Linked DNA regions of Arabidopsis thaliana: region 2 is linked to region 1. The links are chromatin contacts, called in public capture Hi-C maps. All regions are on one chromosome and are shown on one strand. The core of a region is the stretch at or near the end of the contact, and the rest is flanking DNA. Distances in the headings are between cores, read along the strand shown. Region 1 holds the start of FAR4 (fatty acid reductase 4). Region 2 holds the start of AT3G44935.

Region 1 (2,709 bases), core at 41-2,540:
CTGCTCTCAAAAGAAGGAAAAGCTTCTTTACCTTTGGTTGAATCCTCAATATTTTCTCCACAAACACTAAAATATTTATAAAAATTATAAGTTAAATTAAAATTTTAAAGTCACTAATTATGTTAGAAATTTATTCAGTTAAACAAAATAGTTTTGATGAGAAAATTCCGCGGAGAGAGGAAGTAGTTCACCATCGCAACTGATAGCATTAGTCAAAATTAGAAATAGATAGATTCTAGATGAAAATAGAAAGAGACAAAACTAGAAGTTATTGCTCTATGGACGACAAAAAGAGATTGAACAAATTAATGAATAATATAATATCGAAAGTTTAAGTTATTTATGAAAAATATATACGAATACCAAATTAAATAAGGAACTGCCAGTGATAAAATGTGAAAAATTGTTAGTTTACGTTCACTAATTAATGTTATATATGCCATGCAAATGAAATTCAAAGGCCGTAATGAGTAATGAACCGTAGTCACTAAAACAATAAACACAAACATTGGACTGAATCACAAAATCTTTGTTTGTATGGTAACGGATCCAAGTTGGTACCTTTGGCGAGGAAACCGGGAACACCGGTGACGAGAATCGTCTTGTCATGGAGGAACTGAATGCAATTGGAGTCCATTGAAGAAACTTATATCTATCCAATTAATAACTAAGTACGATAGATTGTTTTGAACCATAACACCTTCGGCGATGAGGCACGAATATATATAGACCCGTAAATGTTGACCCGTTTTGTTGAGCCATCATATCTACTACTTGTACGTAAACCTACCTACATTTTCTTTTATAAAAAAAAAACAATATTAAAACTACTTCTGATTAAATATCACATATCCAATTAGAACATGCTCTGAAATCTCGGAGCTCTAAAAAGAATAAAAAATATGTAACCCATATTTTTAAAAATTAAAATATTTTAACTACTAATCGTGGGCCTAGCTTTTAAAACGAATGGAATGTTTAGAAAGAAAAAAAAGAATAAGTATGTAAGAATTTTTATAACATAGCAGAATTAGAAACTCTAGGTAGAGCAATACGAGAGTAACTGAGTGAGGATAGTGTTAGTGTTTTCCACAAGAAGTTTCCTTGTGGTTTGCTAGAAGGATCTATGTTGTAGGACTAGAATTGTCGTAGGTGTGTTGATTTGGAAGGTTGGCGTTCTAATTTTAGAACTCTTCAATATACCTAAGTGTTTTGGTTAAACGCTTTTTTCTCAACGTGAATATATATCTAACGAGTAACGAGTTGTTTAGTCAACAAAAAGCAGGGGAACATTAATAATACAAAAATTAAAATCACAAAAGAACATATTTATGAGATAGTAAATCGGTTGTAACAACATTTTGGAAAATAACATATTTCATTTAAATTTCAAGAGAAAATAGTGGAAAATAAAAGAACAAGATGATAACGTGATTTTTTAATATTTCATTATTGCACTATTTTAGAATCACGATTTTCTTAAACTCCACCTCGACGTTTGACCAAAATAGAAAAAAATATACTCATTCAATAATAATTCTTAATTTTTTATAGTTTCATCCATTCTATTTTATTTAGTTGTTAGTGTTACTTAAATAATAGCTAATACATTATACATCTAGTTTTCTTTTGAATATGAGTGTTGTTATGTAACATAACTTCTCTGGCAAATTATGTATAATTCGGAGTAATTTCATGTCGAAAGATGACAGCTCAGCCCAAATTATATGTGTATAGTTAGCCATATTTGATAGAATATAAGAAATCATTTTTTTTAGATTATATATTACAATGCAGATGTTTGACAAAGTTTCCAATTTTATCAACATTTTTAAACGTATTTATTGATGATATCAAATATAACAATACATTAATTAGGGTAAAACAGAAAAATTGAATGTTTTTTTATTATTCTGTAAAAATCTTCAACGACAGCTAATCTAAAATGGGGGGAGTAATTTTTGTAATCTATGCCAATACAACCAAAACATCTTATAATTTCAAAGGAAAAAAGGACTATCTAAAAACCTGATTTGGTCTTAGGTTTGGTTGGTCATAAATTATGCAACAATGACATAACAAGCTAAAACGTATGGGAAACGTCAAATTTTTTGGTAAAGCGACAGAAAATACCTAACCTCATACGTTAGGAAGAATTAAATCTGAACTTATAGAAATGTCTCAAACCTCAAAATTTTATATGATATGCTGGAGTTTTAGAAGTACAAGTCATCGTTTCTTATAATTTAGACTTACTAATTTGCAAAGTTACACAGATGGTAACAGTTTACCCTATCTGATATTGTTCCATTTGTTTAGAAAATTTGATTACCTGGTCATGTACGAAATTTAAACTATATTAAAGCTGAATTAAGTTGTCTCATTAGTCAAATCGATTTAATTAATACGATGGTTTATTCTCCTTCATTTTCTTTGACATGTATACTTCAATAGCGAACTGATCAGCCCCGGCCCAACTGTAAAAAGAGCCTTAGGGAAAAAAAAGAAGATTTTAGTCTTGTTATTTAAATAAAATTCTATATTTGCAAATATAAATATGTATTATTGTGACAAAAAAAAATGTATTTATATTTTCGAGAGTATTTTATACCACTAACAATTTTTTTATAATTTTTTAATATTAAATATGAGGTCCATACACCGCTGCCCTATCCCTTATGTCGGGGTTAGAACTGCTACGGAAGAATA
Region 2 (2,700 bases), core at 137-2,636, 290 kb before region 1:
AACATAGAACTTTCATTCTTTAAACCGAGAGTTAGACACTTTATTTATTAAGCATAACAATGCTATCAGAATTAAAACAACACAAAGGCAAATAGGGATATAAAGAATACAAAACAAAAGAAATTGCCAAGAACAACCTAAAAATCAAAAACCAATAAATTTAGGTGTTGATTTTATCCCTTTCTTTCTCTTTGGTATTATCATATGTAATTTCCTTCTCATTAGTCTTCTCATCCTAAATGTTCTTATTCTTCATTTCTTAGTCCGATGCTTTTTGCTTTTGTGCTTAGTTGCCTCAACAATATCCCTTTTTTTACTTGTAGATAATATTATAGATCAAAGTAGACGTTGTAGCTTTATAGATCCGAGTGTTTATCCGATACCAAGCCCAAGACCCGCATTCTTTTTAGTTGCCAATTTTCCACTTTATCCTTCGACGATTTTTTTCTAAAATGCAAAAGTACCAATGGTATTTTTTTATAATATATTATTCTTTATAAGATTATATTATATCGAATGATTCCTAATTAATAATATAGATTGTTACATAGTAACAATTCTTTTATAGGAGACTAAAATATATAACATGACATATCTTTTTTAATTAACCCAACGTATCATTTGTGGAGGTTAAAACGTAAGAAATAAAAATACATATATTATAATAAAATTATACAATATTCTTAGCTTATTTCTCTGTTTTCTATCCATTTTGACATCAATTGCTCAAATATTTTTAAAAACTTGGAAGATGAGATCAAATAAAAAAATTAGAATCCTACATCTTTTTCTTACCCTGCAAGAAATCAAACAAAAATAATTAAAGATCTTAGATGTTATATTTGTTAAAATCAAAATCAGAATGCAAAACATACATAGAAAACATTAAACATGAAACTTTATAAAAAACATATATAATAAGGAAAAAAACAGAACTCTCACCTTACTCTCTAAAAGAAAATAATTACCATAAAAATTTGGGAAAAGAATTATGTCAACGTTTTCTAACTGATCTCATTTTTCAAAATTATGTTTTGGTGTCAAAACTATTATAATACATGGAAAGTATACCTTTATAAAAAACAATATCATGAAATGCAAGAATTCAAGAGTCCTTTGTGGTTTGCAGGCTATCGTCCATGCTTCTAGATGATACTTGAAGGTGTGACCGCTGAGACGAATTCTGTTGTTGACCATCTCCAGAAACAACTGGTGTGCATTCTCAGCAAAGTGTTTTCCATACACCGAGATCATGGTGTTATATATCACTCTTCCTTTCGTTTTGGAAGATCTGAATATATTCTCTATTAACTCTAGCGATCGTCCCTCTGCTAAATAGAGCATCATGACTTTGCAAAGGCTCATTTCATCCTCTAGCATATCCATCTTCATTGCTAAACCGTGGAGTTGTGTGCTCTTGGGATGATAACGTATGTCATGAGCATAGTCATTACCCAATAATATGGATACCACAGATCTTTACTCGCCAATACAGAGTAAGAGTGTAAGGTCCACATTGCACATCATCAACTTCTCCAATCACTGCTCCAAGAGAGGGAGCTCGAAACTCGTTTTGATGCTAGCGGCTTAGAAGAAATGACGGAGTAGCAACATCCACCAAGTCTTGTACATACCGAGCTTGAGTAATGCCATATTTGATGTCGCTCTCCCAAGTAGAAACAATTTCCTGAATTTTCTATGAGAAATTTTGTAAGAAAAGATCATTATTCAGTTACCAAATTAAGATTGAGAATATAAGATGTATGCAAGAAAACAAGAAAATTTGAAATGCATTGGGTTTGGGAAGAGCCATTGAGTTTTATGTTCTGTATACTCATCCGTTTAAATCCGGTTTTCATGGCTAGGAAGCAAAAACCACTAAAACCGATTAGATTCGTAAATACTTTGTACGAAAAATGACCTTTATAAATTAACATTCGATAAATTAATAATCACTATAAATTAATTATTTTCCGATCTCGAGTCAGATCAAGGTAATATTTAACATAATTTGATAAAATGATAATTTGTTTGAAAATCCAATGTAACTATATAGTCTAATAATATCATAGATTAATATAAACTTATCAAACATCGGAATTCTGATTACAAAAAGAACAAAAGTTTAGTTGTTATTAATTATCAAAAATTTAGACGAAGGTATACTAGTTTTGTAATCCCATTATTAATAGTCTACTAGATATTGACCCGCGGTACACTGCGGGCGTATATATTCATTGAAAAGTTATAAATATTTTTATAAGTATTATTATTTGTATATGAATAATATATTCAAAATTCTATAATTTTTATCGCTTGTGTTATTCATGTTTTATGTTATGATATTTGCTGAATATTAGTTTATTATGCTAAAATTCAGTATTTTTTGTTTACGAATTGAGTTTTTTTTAGAAGTAATAATGATTTAAAACTTGTATTATCTAGGAAAAGTCATATATGTAGTTTGATATTTACCATATATCTGAAGTGAGAATTTTATTTGAAATGAATGCACATTGTTGAGTATGAAAACTTTCTATAAAAAATTTGTGGCGTTGGAGTTATGTGATTCAAAAAAAGTTATGATAAGTTTCTATAACAATTTAAGTGTCTTTGGAGTGAATTCAACTAATTAATGCAATTAACTAATTGTAAATTTTTAGTTATAAATTATTTGTTTGAGATTATATTTGTAAGGAC

The links. Capture Hi-C pulls out chosen DNA fragments and counts their contacts.
Region 2: a contact with region 1 is called in a capture Hi-C map of seedling, with 2.7 times the contacts expected there.

The regions. Positions count from the first base shown.
Region 1 is chr3:16,122,007-16,124,715 of TAIR10.1, reverse strand. It overlaps FAR4 (fatty acid reductase 4), which reads right to left and starts at 1,290. Exons shown (of 10, transcript NM_114322.5): 1 at 562-1,290; 2 at 1-66. The coding sequence starts at 637. AT3G06845 (a long non-coding RNA gene) reads left to right here and starts at 1,093. Exons shown (of 1, transcript NR_141286.1): 1 at 1,093-1,302.
Region 2 is chr3:16,407,689-16,410,388 of TAIR10.1, reverse strand. It overlaps AT3G44935, which reads right to left and starts at 1,386. Exons shown (of 2, transcript NM_148843.1): 1 at 1,072-1,386; 2 at 779-796. The coding sequence starts at 1,386. The coding sequence ends at 779.